Linked DNA regions of Mus musculus: region 2 is linked to region 1. The links are chromatin contacts, called in public Hi-C maps. All regions are on one chromosome and are shown on one strand. Each heading gives the region's core, a stretch centred on a gene start, on an enhancer-like site or on the middle of the called end of the contact. The rest is flanking DNA. Distances are from core to core; before and after follow the strand shown.

What was found. A called contact is a pair of places that touch in the nucleus more often than the background predicts.
Region 2: a Hi-C map of rod photoreceptor shows a contact between it and region 1, with 2.0 times the contacts expected there. The contact joins the promoter of Tmod1 here to the enhancer-like site in region 1. A contact is called at or near these places in 2 of 39 promoter capture datasets (the 3T3-L1 cell line and hippocampal neurons), 7 of 484 Hi-C or Micro-C datasets (8-cell embryo, the C2C12 cell line, the N1E-115 cell line and 4 more), 2 of 115 datasets of contacts at active chromatin or transcription factors (both in embryonic stem cells) and 3 of 9 other capture datasets (adipose tissue, liver and pancreatic islet).

Annotation. Positions count from the first base shown.
Region 1 is chr4:45,987,573-45,995,041 of GRCm38.p6, forward strand. Tdrd7 (tudor domain containing 7) reads left to right here. Exons shown (of 17, transcript NM_146142.2): 2 at 1-102; 3 at 1,506-1,647; 4 at 2,478-2,658; 5 at 4,625-4,698; 6 at 6,735-6,952. It overlaps Gm52728 (a long non-coding RNA gene), which reads right to left. Exons shown (of 3, transcript XR_003955392.1): 3 at 5,207-5,223. Among named protein-coding and RNA genes, the nearest start is that of Gm52728, 7.5 kb to the right of the region's middle. Within about 2 kb of position 3,074, at least 8 of the 459 cell types and tissues checked have an H3K27ac peak or open chromatin away from gene starts, as enhancers often do. A contact at or near this core is called in rod photoreceptor, where this site is marked.
Region 2 is chr4:46,037,159-46,044,552 of GRCm38.p6, forward strand. It overlaps Tmod1 (tropomodulin 1), which reads left to right and starts at 2,064. Exons shown (of 10, transcript NM_021883.2): 1 at 2,064-2,151.

The sequences.
Region 1 (7,469 bases), core at 1,824-4,323:
GGAGACTGGATCCCCTTCAAGCAGCTGGGCTACCCTACTTTGGAAGCCTACCTGAGAAGCGTGCCAGCAGTTGTCAGGATAGAGGCTAGTAGATCTGGAGAGGTAAGATGGCATCTGGCCTGTCAGAATTCTGACACTGAGTCAGAGTCACCTGCCTGGTGCTTCTGATCTCATACCTCTGGTATAAGAAAAGCACACACTGAGTAGCTTAGATCCACAGTGACAGCACACTCAAGGTTCAGCCCATTCTCATGTCTCGTGTAATATATCCCCAGGGTATTTGGGATATTCTCATGTCTCGTGTAATATATCCCCCAGGGTATTTGGAATATTCTCACATCTCGTGTAATATACCCCCCAGGGAATTTGGGATATTCTCACATCTCGTGTAATATATCCCCAGAGTATTTGGAATATTCTCACATCTCATGTAATATATCCCCCAGGGTATTTGGAATATTTACCTAATGCCAGTGTCTGTGTATGTGGGGTAGGAGGGGTTTGGTAGAGAAGAAAGGGGAGCAGGATCAAGAGAACAGTCGGAGGACAAGCTCTTTTGTAAGAGCGTGTGTACGGGAAGATGGCAGTTAATTACACGTGGGTGTCAGTCATAAGCATGTGCTGGCACCCCACAGCCTCCCAGGTCTAAGCCTTCAGCTCCTGCGCCTTACAGCACTCATTACAGAGTTTTCAACTTTTCTCTCTTAAAAAAGATTCTGAGAGTGAGAGATTTGCTTTTTTCTCTCTTCATAATGAGCACTTTATAAATGTGCTGAATGCCTGAAAGATGATGTATGCAAATGAATGAATGAACTAATAGTGCTTCCGTTTTGAATTATGTTTTACTTTGAACTTTTTCCCACTATTTTGAGCATTTAGGAATGTAGTTTTGACTATTATAATATCCCCTACTGAACATACCGAGGCATGTAGCTTTTTTCTTTGTATTCTGAAGAATAGAAGCACTGGCCAAGAGTACTGTAAACTGTAGGTGTTGCATAAAGCTATATTGTTCTTAATTTCAACTTAGAGTAACACATGCACAAACAAATGTAATTTTAAAAAATAACATCCTTTAGCCTCAGAGAGACAGCCTCAGTGTGTGAGCCTGGAGCTTAGCTTTCTGAGCACTCGCTGTTTTTCCTGGGTAAGTGGCGGAAGGATGTACCACTCACGCACTTGAGCTGATACACGTGCATGCGCCTCTGAGCTGGTGTGTGCAGAGCACAGGATGCCTTTGGCTCGGTTGCTTGTTCCCCAGTACTTACTTTACTGTAAATGATTAATAAGTATCTGTTTAAAAAATAAATGAAACTCTCAACTTGAAGAAAGAGTACTGGACCACGCATGATTCCTTCTGTGTTAAATATAATTTTGGTTCTGGAAATTTGGGAGAAAGGCACTGGGAGTTGTGTACCCCGGGCTCTGGGGTACGTTGGCTCACTGGGACCCAGCCCTTACAAACTGGCTCTCCGAATGTCCTGCTCTCACTCTGCTGCTCACAGATCGTCTGCTATGCAGTAGCCTGCACAGAAACTGCAAGGATCGCTCAGCTTGTGGCTCGTCAGAGGACCTCTAAAAGGAAAATAGGGCGACAAATTAATTGTCAGATGAGAGTGAAGAAAGCCATGCCGTTCTTTCTAGAAGGTAAGTCTTTTCCTGAGTAGATTATCATAAGGACTTATAGAATTATTGCCCATGTTCCTGATAAACTGTTCATTGAGTACTTACTGATATCCACATGTCAGGAGAATATTCCTGCAACTGGGATTTCCATTGAAATGATGAAGATGAATGTGACTTACAAAATCCAGTGGTGACAGTGCAGAATAATGCAACTGATGGTGACTGTGGTGACAACTAGGTACAGTCTTACCATTTTAGGTTATTTGTCAAGAATCCTCATCCAGAATGTCGGATGAACCAAGAACCTGTGGTAGGCTTTTGTACTTAGCAGATTATGTCTTTTGGTTAAGACATTTATTTTTCAGAGAAATATGAATTACATGGCCTGACAACACGATAAACAGCTGTATTTCCTGAATGCCTATCTCTAGGAAGTTATAGTAAATTCTAAAACGAGATTCTCAAGCAGTGGTGTGGCAGTGATATGCAGTGTTAGGTGATTCATGGCAGAAGCATTTTAGCCAAGGCAGCCATCACTGTGAATGATGATGGGCGACTTGGGTGCAGGCAGAATGTGTGCACTGAGAAAGCAAGAGGGTCCTGCTGGCTTCACACCAACTGGTGGTGGCTTGGGAAGTGCTCACACAGTAGTGAGCGGAAGCAAGCACTGGCTAATGAGGCAGGCAAGACCCATCCACAGAACTCCCCAGTCTCTAGTGTCCCCTACTCACTCCTCCTTGTGTTCTTTTGATTGTTCTGGGAAGTATGACCAGCAGAAACATCTGGAGCAACATAATGAAACTACAGTCTGAGGAAGCCAGCTGATTATGTTGTATCTGCCTAATTTATAGGAAAGCCAAAGGCAACTCTCAGACAACCAGGATTTGCCTCAGATTATTCCATCAGCAGGAAACCTAATTCAGCGCTGTTAAGAGACAGAGGAAGCGCCTTGGGAGTTAAGGCTGACGTGGACATGCCGCCGTACCCAGACACTCCAGTGCAGAGGCACGCGAGCATGTCTGCCAATAGCAGGTACCCCGGGCACCATCTGGCTTAAAGGAGCAGTGTGGAGAGCTGGGTAACCACTGTTAGAAGTGTGTGTTCATAGGAGAAGCATTTTCTTCATGTTACCTGCATCACACGCATAGCTGTTAATCCTCTTACTGCCTGGTGGCATCCCCTGAGTGACCCCCGTACTGTTTCCTCCTGCTGTTGCCATCTCTCCTTGTCCAGTCAGCTGTACACACTCTAATAAGTTCTTCTAAGATGCTATTTTGTATATTCAAATTTTTCTACAAAATTGTTCTTACAGTTAGTAAGTTTCAGGTACAATCTCATTTAGCTGTATGTTCATTCACCTTTGCTCTGGTAATTGCCACAGTCAGGCAGTAGCATTTGATCTTGGTGCACTGGCACTCCTAGCCCCTGCTTGGGTGTGACCATGCCTGCGCAGCCAACTTAAGCTCATTGTTTTATGTTGTGCGGACGATTCCACACTTGTCCAGTGAAAGCATGCAGGAAGCTGATCAAACGGATTCTTTCTATTTCTAAATGTTATGCTTCTAAGAAGTCACCTAGAGGTCAGCAAGCTACAATTCAGAAACTCACTGCCTGCTTTTGTAAATACAGTTTTATAGGAGCATGGCCACACTCTGTTCATGTATGGCCTGTGTTGTTTTTTACTGCAGTGGCAGAGTTGAGTGGTTGTGCAGAGCCTGAAGTCTGTCCTGTTGGCCTCCTGACAGGAAATACGTGCTGAGCCCTGATAGAGATAAATCAGTGTCCATCTCCCTTCCAAGTTGAAAGCTGTGCCTTTCTGTAAATTTGTGATGTCATATTCCTTTAAGCTGTGTCTGCTTGGCGGTAAAGATGAGTTTTTCCTCAGAAGCTTTCCATCCAGATGCTAAATAGTTAGGAAAAATTAATTTAAAAATAGCTTGGCAGAAAGGTGTGCTTTGGCATTTTCTGTTGAGAACGTATATAGCTTAGTGCAGAGCATTGGCATGTGCTAAATCCATTATTAGTAGTTGACAGCCTGATTGCTTCTTTTAGAATTAAAATACCATTAGGAAATATGCTTCATTTGAAACAGTTTAGTTTTTAAATCTTTTGTGCTGCTCAAAATTGTGACTGCTTCCCACAATGACAAAAATACAGTCACTGTTTCCTTTGATCATGGTTCATTCAGCAAGTCTTATAACACTCACTCTCCCATGCTAGTACTAAACATTACTCAAGAGCCTGGGACACTACTGAAGGAAAAATATACACACACACACACAGAGTGAGCGAGACAGACAGACAGACAGAGGAGTAAGAATGTGGGGAGTTGATGTGGGGTGCATATGGAGGAGCATGTGGATGCATGTTGGGTGTGGGGTGCACGCCTATGTATATGGATGTGTGTGGGTGTATGTGTGCATGCATGTGTGTGGGTGTGGTTTATTCATACTTATATCTGGAAACATCTTTCTATGTGAGTCCAACAGTTGATAGTAAATTATGTTGGAAAGGATGTGAGGTAGGCAGGGGCCTATGTCTCTTTTCTCCGTGTGGTTATTCGAGCAGCCTGTCTGCTGACTTTGAAACTTCAGTTCCACTACAGCCAAGCTAAAGCTAATGTTTGTACGGTCTGCTCCTGTTCTCCAGCGCCTGGGTTAAAGGCTGTGACTGCAGCATGTCCCACTCTGTGCTGCAGCTAGTCTTGTGCATGTGGTTATGTTCCATAATAGTCCGTATTTTAAGTGTTTATTCTTCATGTGCTTTTATTTATTTATCCCTTTAAAGATGATTAGTTGAAACTCTTACTCCAGGTTCTAAAAGACTTTCAAAAACCTACTTTGAATTTAGCTTTTAACATACCTCTGAGTAAATATGAAATATGATGCCAAATGTGTTTTCATATTTTGGGATATTTTCTTAAGTTATTTTGTTGGTCAGTGACATGGGGACTTTAAATGAAAAGCAGTGTTTAAAACTTGCTGTTTTCACACCTTAGGTTCAGTCCAAAGTCATCCTTGCCAGCGTCTTTCCAGACACACATCTCAAGGGCCTGCCCTACGGAAGTCAATGGTATGTTCTCCAGATGTGCATGAGTCTCGGGCCCCAACAGAGCAATCTAATGGTGGCTTTTGACATGCGCTCTCACTTCTCCTGCATGAGATTTATCTCCCTCACTCCATTTCTAACTGCAGACTCATGGATTGAAGTGATCTTTAGAGAAAATAATGCTTCCAGTGATAACGTCAGTGTGCATTGAGGCCTCCATCACACCAGACCCATTCTGCTCCATGGCCACGTGTCACCCACTCCCTAATTAGAGAGTGAACCCTCAAGATTTGACATGCAGAGGCCTCACTTTAAGGAAACTACCTGCTCTCTTTCAAGGTCTAAATGTGGGGCTTAAATTCATAAGAGATTCTCGAGTTGCTGTACTAGTAAAAGTTGGCACTGTGAACTGTGAGGTGTGGGGCCTGGAGAAATAACTCACAAGTTCAGAGTAGTGGCTGCTCTTCCAAAGGATCCAGGTTTGATTCCCAAAGCCAATGTGGTTCCTGTCCCAGAATATCTGACACCCTCTTCTTACTTCTGCAGGCACTGCATATATGTGGAGGTGCACAGACATACATGCAGTCAAAACATCCATTCACATAAAATGAAAAAAATAAAGATTAAAATTATTTTAAATGGTGAGGTGACAGCTGGGTGTAAGTAATTATTGGTTATGAAATGAAAAGGGCCATTAGGAAACAATAGGCTAGCAAATGAAGCCAAGGAAACTGCTGGTTAGAAGTGCACCACTCCTGGACTTGCCTTTGCAAGCAGCATGTGACTCCACTGAGTACTCTCACCAAGAACAGCTTTCCGGAGGGCTGGCTCTGCTCTGTGAAATAACTGGGCAGGATTTGTTGCTTGCATTATGTCTCTTATTGAGTATAGATTCCTTTTACATAGGAGTATTCTTACAGTATTGATAATGAAAGTGAATAGTATGATTTTTGTATATAAGAACTATTTTTACATATGAATTTTCTAGATCATGACTACTCAGTGAAGTTGTATGCCTCTTTAGGAGTTTAAAATAGAATATGTTATTTCCTTAATAGGAAACAGTTATGGGTATCCTGGACCCTTCTCCTCTCTGTGCCAGTCTAAGGGTGGCAGAGGCACATCATTGTGTCTTCTAGTGAGAAGAGAGGAGTAATCACTAAGGATCCTCAAGGAAAGCTCTTTTTGGTACCTGGTATCCTTAGAGATCAGTATCCCCAGACTAGGCTATCTATCTCTTATTAGTTAATGAAGAAGAAAATAAAAATGACTTTACTTAGCAGAAAAGGTATCTGATTAAATTGTAAATAAATTTTTCATGTAGGTGTTAGATTTTGATATGTTGATATATATCCCGATAGAATTCTATGTAGGTTTGACATTATTTCCATAGTTAAAATACCACAATGGTCACAGTAACACACAGGTTTCTCTTGATTAGTATGTAAACTCAGGCATTCTGAGTTTAAATAAAAAAATAAACAGGAGTGAAAGAAGCCAGCTAAAACTTTATGAAAGATAAATGTTGAAGAAGTAGAAGCCAGACCTGTGGTTGATGTCCATAAACTAGCTAGAATCATTTTTTTGTAGATTTCAGGCTCCTGTGGATTGTTAAATTGTTTTTCTTAGTTAAAGAGAAAGTTCATCATAGTCAGAAAACCTGGACATCTTTTTATCTTTTATTAAAGCACTCTTCCTACTTTTTGTGCCTCGTAGATTATAGCTTCAGTTGAGCACTACACATATATTATCTAAAATATTGTCTCCCTTAGTTGCCATTAAAAATAAAACATTACTTTTTACTCAGAACGATTGTCATAATGTTCAAAGTAAACTATAAAGTATCCCTGCAAAATGAAGGGATAAGTCCTCTCATTGAAGGTGTCTTGGCTTTGCTGCTAGAACTCAGGGATAGTAGATGAGGCAGTCCTCAGAGCCGCTCAGCTTAGTCCACAGGTTTCTAAGTTCAGGATCCCAGAGCCCACAGCATAGCAGAGTCAGAGACACAAATGCTAGGTAATGGAATAATCTATTAATTCTATCATTCTTTTAATTTAAAGATAATTTAAATCAGACTGTTGAGAAACCAAATATCACGCCTCCTGCCTCTTACACTAATAAGATGGATGAGGTTCAAAACCGCATAAAGGAAATATTAGACAAGCATAACAATGGCATTTGGATATCTAAGCTTCCACATTTTTACAAAGAGTTTTATAAAGAAGACCTTAACCAAGGAGTTTTACAGCAGTTTGAACACTGGCCTCACATTTGCACGGTACGTGTTTCCTTCTTCTTCCCCTCTATGCCCCCTCCCTGCCCAGCTTGCAGGTCCCAAGTTAGTAGTCGCAGAGCAGAATGCTGCTCATAATGCTGCCATGAGCTTCTGACTAACTGTCTCTGAGATTAACACACGTGGCTTCTTACTCCTACAAACAAATGACGAGCTTGGAGTGCTGTTACCTATTTTGTCTGAGTTTTAAGATGCATTTAATATTTGGTAATATGTACTGTGTACCATTTTGTGTTGATTGAACTTCTGCCAATAAACATTGGCTGTTGTGCCATTTTAGTTTATTGGTCACAGTTTGTATTAGTCCTAGTTTGTATATGCTTATCCTTGAGCATTTTTAAAGGCTTTTCAGTTGGAACAAATTTATTTCATTTGTGCTAATTGTAATTGTTTTTACATGGAACTTGATTTGTTCTAGAGCTGATACTGTAATCATATAGTCATATTTGAGATCTGTGCAGGTTGTCCTCATGATAGAAGCTTTAGATCGAAAGTTCTTTGT
Region 2 (7,394 bases), core at 814-3,313, 49 kb after region 1:
CCAAGGGGCCTCTCTTCCCTGTGATGGCCGACTAGGCCATCTTCTGCTACTTATGCAGCTAGAGACACGAGCTCTGGGGATACTGATTATTTCATATTGTTGTTCCACCTATAGGGTTGCAGACCCTATTTAGCTCCTTGGGTACTTTCTCTAGCACCTCCATTGGGGGCCCTGTGTTCCATCCAATAGCTGCAAAGTCATGATTTTTATAGCCATGTCTTTCAGCAGCAGAAAAGAACACAGATCCCTGAATTGTACACAACCAAAGGAAGCCTTTCCTATTTCCCTGACTTAAACATTTCCATTCTTAAAGCATTTATGTTTTTTGATGGAAGGATAAAATTAGTGTGATGTGAGGTCGCTTGACACACACATGAATTTAGCCACTAGCCTGTATTGAAGTCCGGAGTCCATTCCCAGTGGACCAGAGCCCTGCCTGTGAGAGACTAAGGTAGCAAAGTACCAGACACAGCTGGCAGAGCACCTGGGAGCCAGAGACAGCTGTCTTTAAAAGGCTGGAGGAGAAAGAGCAAAGTGGAAGGATACGCACTGTTGCATATTACATATGTGGTATATGGTATGTGTCCATATTGTGTTGATATATTGGGTATTTCGGTAAAAATAGGCAAGAAGTTTGAACGAACACTTCACAAAAAAAGAAAATCCAGCTGGCCAATAAACAAAAAGGTGTCAGCAAATGTGAACACAGGGCATTGGTGTTGTGGATCAAAGCCTCAATGAATGCGGCTCCTCTCTACCAGTGTAGCTACAATGTAGCAATTCTTGTTAAACCGAAGTGGTTTAACTTAAGTGGGAACCACTTGCAAGTAGCATTAATCCTCTGCTCATCTCTCCTAGAGACTCAACTCTCCAACTCAGCTTCCTGCAGACCATGAGAAAGAATAATCTGAGCCACACTAATATTCTGAATTTCCACTACTAGCAAAGTACACTTTTAAAATAGGATGCATTCATATGGAAATACCATATTATGTTCATATGGTAAATTCGCTGGGGATGAAACCTATAAATTGAACAGTAGGAAAGAATGGTGCGTCACAAATTAGCCTCAGCAGCGAGCAAGAGGCACCAACCTGACAATAAGGGCAAGACTTCTGGAAGGGTCCACAAAACAGTGTCTTAGAAGGGAGAGGTGGGTGACTGGGGAGCGGGGTCAGGCTGTTGGTTGGCTTGCACAGGTGTTCTTACTATAAAATTCAGAAAGCTACACACTAATATGTGCCCTGAAAGTATTTACACCCACAACAAAACGCTTAAAAATAAGTCCTTGGGAATAGTAAGTCCCTGCTTTGTTTAAAAATACACCCCACTTCTCCCTTGAAAAGGACATTCTTAATAGGGCGAGGGTTTTATAATACAGTAATGCATTAGGAAAATACTTTTCAGCGTTTCTCCTTAGGCATCTAGGAATTAAGATTTCCCTCACCAAAAAATACGGTAGGATAATCCAACGGAGATGTTCCCTGTGCCTGTTTGGATTCGTTGGTAGGAGCCGTTTGTTTATTGAAACACTTAAAGGCTTCGGTTTGGGTTTAAGTGGTTTGTTCTGGAGAGAACACATTAGCCTTTTAAGAAGGAGGAACTTTCATTCCGATTATTTTAAGTGGTGATTTCGGACGCTCCAGTCTCAATGCTGTGTAGGGAGAAGGCGTTCAATTCTGCGTTGGAATTGCACGTCCACAGATGGTTATTAAGCCCTGGGCCCGTGCCAGTCCTGGCCGAGGGGACAGGTTGCCTCTTCAAAGGAAGCTAGGTGTAGCTGTGCTGACTTTACTGGAACATTCTAGACGAGAGTAAAGATCTGCGCGACTTTGTCCAGATACCTCCAACGTAGCATAAAATCAAGTTGGAGAAACCGAGAACAAGGCAGGGAACCACACATTCCCCTGCCTCCGGGGCTGGGGTGGCCCTAGATCCTAATAGCGAGTGTTGCTCCCAGGCCGGGGACCGCGCAGCACCCTGTCGCCCCTGGTAGAGCAGGAGGGCGGGGAGGGCGGCGGGTTGGGGCGGGGCGCGGTGACAGCAGAACAGGGCCCGCCCCCGGCTTCCCACCCGCGGCCGCCAGGGAACTCGCCAAGCCCCGCGTTCCGCTCATTGCCGCCGCCCGCGCTCGCGCCACCCCGCATCCCGGTAAGACCCCCCGCCCGCCATCCCTAGGTCCCCCTCGGCCTCGCGGGGCTCCCTGCCGCCGCGCCGGGGCGCAGCCATATCTGGGCAAAATATTCAGCTGTCGCAGCCGCTGAGAAGGGACTGAGCACGGTTCCCTCTATAAATAGCCGCCGCCTCGGGTGGCCTTCGGGGATCGGGGTCCGGTTCCCCAGCCTGATGATCGGGTCGCTGGCGCTAAGCGTCCCTGCAGCCTGATGCGCCCAACCCTAGTCAGGGCGCCCGGGGCACTAGACCTGGTCTCCCGGGGACCTTGGGAGCCGCCCGGGGTGCCTTGGGCATTGGCACGTTGTGAGCTGGTCACGAGCCCTCCTGGGAGTCTGGGGAGGAAGGGGATACACGCTCGGGGGACGCTGAGTCCTCTGAGCACCGATCTGGCCGGCGCCTGAAAAGTTTCCCAAACTGCTGGAACTAGCTGAGGTTTAAAGCACCAGCTGCGCTTGCCTCGCTGCGCGCAACCAGGTAGAGGCAGGAGGCCACTGGTTGTCTCCAGTTTGAGGGGCGGCCTAGGCAACCCTCCTTTCTTTTCTGGATCTCGTTTTCCTGTTTGTAAGGTGAAGTTAGGGTCCTTCAAAGAGATGGTACCCGGGGCCACGAGAGTGGCCAGGGCGTGCTCTGAACTGCCTACACTCCCCTGCACCTGTTCTGCAGTTTCAGGCAGGGTAAGGATGCTGAGGACACAGCTGCAAAAGTCAGAGACTTTGGTGGCTCTTGGAACTCAAATCCTGGCCTAGGACCCACTGTGGCCCTCGGAATAGCCTGGGAAGTGTGCCTGGGGTGTTTGGGAGCATCTCTAGGCTGAGTTGCTAGCAGCACCTCGGCAAAACAAGTGACCAAATGAACTGGGCAGGCTCAGGCAATTCAGTTCCCTGTGTGGCACCTGTGATAACTCCCTTAACCCGGAACCTCCCCAGCTCTCTGTTTAGTTACCTCTCTCAGCTTTCCCCATGAGATTCCGAAGACCTGGCAGAGCCAGACTCTAAACCCAGATTCTGGGTTCTTTCTTAGTGGGGGCTCCCTCCCACAGGGTTTATCTTTCACCCTGGGTCCCACTGTTGCCCCTGTAAGGGCTTCAGAACCCTTTGCTCAAGGTCATGCCAACCCCCACTGCAGTCTGCTTGCCTTTCCTGTCTCTACCGACCTTTCCTGGCAGGTTTGGGGACTCTGCACCCCTCTTTTGTGATCTGCTAATGTCTGGGACTTTCCCAGGCTGGAGTAATAGTGTGGAGAGTCTAGTAATAGATCCTGAAGATCGCTCCGTTTTCTCTAAAGCTATCTCCGGGCTTCACAGATAAATGAGTGAAAGGGGAATCACCCAATAGGAAGATTCTCACCGACTTCAAACCTCACAACAAACAGGCAGAGTGAAGACAGGGCGCCTGTCACTCTGGCATCTGCTCTCTAATGAGCTAGCCTTGCAGTCCACGGTTTAGACAGCCACTGGCTCTTGGGTGCCTCGCATCCTAAGTGGGAAGTTAGAGCCCTCTAAAAATAGCCCAGCCCACCTTATCAGAGTCTCACACCTTCTCTCCCTTCTTGGGCAGGGCTCTTGGCTGCAGCTTAACTACAGAACACAGGGACTAGGTGGTGTCAGCTCTAAGCAATAAAGGGAATGGCCAGGAGTTCAGGCCCCTAGCTCCAGCCCCGGCTCTGTTACCCACTCAGTGTGACCTTGAGAAATGACCTTAGTGGACAGGATGGTCTTTAGTGGCGCTGGAGTGCAGAAGAGGCAGGGCTGGAAGTCTTCTGGGAAGCCCTCTAGCTGGAGAAAAAGGAAGTGCAGGGGAGATCTGGGGCACCAGATCTGGGATGAGGACCCCAGGAGTCCAGGTGTGTGTGTGTGTGGGGGGGTGAGGGTAGAGGGGGCTGCAGCCTTCCAAGAGCCTAGTGGAGAGGTGGGCACAGTTACTACACAGGGATAGAATGCTGAGAAGTGTGGAGACTCCGTCAGAATCCAGGGTAGGCATTGGGGACTTGGTTGCAGCACAGCCGAGCATTAAAAACTAGGATTGGCTGGAGACCAAGCTGGTGCCCTCAGTTTCCCCCTGTGTACAACAGGGCTAGCCATAGTGGACACTTCATTCAGGCTGTGATAGGAAGTGATGATGGGCAAGCCCTGAGCTTCGTTAGACCCTGCCCAGTACCTTGTGAGGATGTGGTTAAGGAGACAGAGGCTGGAGCTTAAGTAGAGACAGCTCCCAACTCTCTCAGAGCGTAGATGAGAAAGGCAGTCAGAGCTGGGGCAGAGGGCAGCCCTCAGTGTTTGTGACATGGCCAGCATAAGTGGTAGAGGCAAATCAAGGGGCAACCACAGAGTGTAAGAGAATCTGAGGGGTGTGCCCATGGCAGGATTGAGGTCCTTCCTTAAGAACATGCCATATGTCACCAGCTTTGCAAGTGGCTTTCAACCCTCTAGACTTTGCTGAGCAAAAATAAAGGGGGGGCTTGGGGGTGGGGGGGAGTTAGAATGAAGCAGGCTCTGGTCTGGGCCCCTGTGTCCCCTGGCTGACTCAGTATCTGTGAGCCGTGAAGGGTGAGCTGACCCTGCTCTGGGGGCCCCATGACCTTGGCTTGCTAACTTCTGAGATGATGTCATCTATTGATGACTTCTGCTGAGCCCAGTCATATGGCTTCTTCCGGACAGTGTTTTGATTTTTCAGTCTTACTAATGGGCCAGCCCAGGCTGCCAACATTTCTAAAGAGGCCAGTTCACTTTCCCTTAAAGCCAGAACACCAGCTAGATCAATTATTTGGCTGCTAGGAGTCATTATCAGTTTAAAGCCAGGGGCCTGCTTCCTGGGATTAGCAGGAGTCACTCCCACAGCGCTGGGGGGGGGGGGGGCTGGCTCCCTTTTGTTTTATACAGTCTTCTGGTTTATTATGATGGCAACAGCCTCTGAAAGAATGAGCTCACTGGAATCAACCTAGGATGTGGTCTGGAGCCTCCTGGGCCGAGGCACTGGGTCCTTGTCTGATAGAAATGCTAAACACTCAAGCACGCACGTCCCTTGTGCCCTCCTGGAGAGGACAGGCTCCATATCACAGTGCCTGAGAGGGTGGGAAGTGGAGAAGAAGACAGGTCCCACCCCTCTGCCCCTGTCCTTTTTATACTCCGTGTTCCCTTTACCAGGCTGCCTTTTACTCTAGGATATTAGAGTAGCGCCACAGGGCTGTTGCTAAAGACGTCTGTAGTGGACCATGGCAGTAACCATTGGACATTTCCTCCAGTGCCCAAACAAGCCAAGGAAAGCAGACGCCTCTTGGCCTCACTCTGACTTCTTCATGGGCTTATCTACTGCTCAGCCTTTCTGTGCAGCTGCTTTTAGTTCTCCTGGCCTCTTGCCCCACCCCCTCTCCCATTTCTGTTAGCCCTGGGCCCCTGCATACTGCACAACGCCAGTAATAGCTCCCCAAAGATGTTTCAACCTCAGCAGACCTAGCCTTGGTCTCTCCTGTCCATCTTCTTGTGTTCTCATCTTAGTCAACAAAGCCACGGTCCACCCAGGCACCAAGGCAGAGCCTCCCTTCCACACGGCCATTCAGTAGACGCTGCCTTCCTTTACAGCTCCTATCCATTCAAAGGTCCACATTCATCATTGCAGTCAAGGACTTAGGCGTCTCTACCCCAGGCTATTGTCAGAGTTTCTTAAAAAGGGGGATTATGCTGCCGTTCAGAGAGCTTCCCAAAGCAGAGCCATGGTCCTTTCAATGTTCTTTTGGGGGGAATTCCCCATTTCCTAGTAAAGACCTGAGATTTCTTAGCATCTCACAGGATCTGGTCCCACGGTACTTTGAAATCCTTGCTATGCCTGCCCCAGATTCTTTGAACCTTCTCAAGGCTCAGACATGTTTCCCTGCCTTTACCTGGATGCTCCCTCTGCCTGGGATGCTGCTCCCCTCGAACCCCCAGAGCACCAGCATGCTCAACCTGACCTATCTGCTGCCTCTCCGTCTGGGCAGACAGGAGGCTGTTGGAGGGCAGGGTTAGTAGCTCCTGTGTATACGTAGTGGTATCAACATCACCGTTCAGTGCAGTACAGGTTCTAATAAATGGTTGACAGAGGAATGAATGGGTGAACGACCAAGGCATCACAACGAGCACACGGTACACAGCCCCCAGCCTTTACATGTTTTCCCATCCACCAGGCAGTTGGCTCCATGAGTGAGGAAGCAGACTTGGCCTGTCTCCTGTCAAGTTCCCAGCCCCTGTCAGCCCTGTCACGCTGAGCAGCTGATGACATCAATCATGCCATTTGAAACCCACAACGATCTTGTAAAGGAGAGACAGCAGGTGCCATACCTGTGTTTTATAATTAGACAGTGGACCCCAGCAGGAATCGGGGTGCATATTCCAGAGTCTCGAATTGCTGACCAGGGTTATAAACTTGAGGAACTAGAGTCTTCATATTCTATGTCAATGGTTCTTTACTGGGCATCTCAACCATATAGAATCTTTCTGGAAATATGCAGATTCTAGCTTGATGGGTACAAGACAGTGCTCAATAGTGTGAATTTCCAGAGAGTAGTTTATTTCTAATAAGCTGGACTATGCCGTCAGTAATAAGCCTAAATGCCTCTAACATGTAGCCGCAATAAAGCGGTGCTGATCTTCGTCCGCCTATGCACACATGCACTTTCTCCCGATGCTGACTCTTTTTTGGGAGGGTGGGGGAGGATGTTTCGAGACAGGGTTTCTCTGTGTAGCCCTGGCTGTCCTGGAACTCACTTTGTAGACCAGGCTGGCCTCGAACTCAGAAATCTGCCTGCCTCTGCCTCCCGAGTGCTGGGATTAAAAGTGTGTGCCACCACGCCCGGCACTGTTTTGTTTTGTTTTTCCGATGCTGGCTCTTAAGACGGAGCTTTCTAAAATCGACAGAGGAATGCCTTTGCACGCTGGCTCCAAGTGCAGGGCTCTCTCTGGTCAGCACACGGCTTACAGGCTTGGTGTCTGTGAGCTTTTGGTTAGTGTTGGGGTGGGAACCTAAGACAGCTGAGATGCTGAAACATCAGACACGGGTGTGCAGATTGAAAAGCGATAGAGAGGAAGACATGAAGAGAGACTTCCCCCGTGCAAACTCGGGTCGGTTCCAGAACTCTGGACGGCCGTGCTGTGTGCACTTGTGTGTGAGCTTTGTGAATCGAGTTCTGCTTGCTTGCTTGCTTAAAAGTGTCTGAGCTGGCTCAAAATAAGCCTAGAGGGGCAAGGA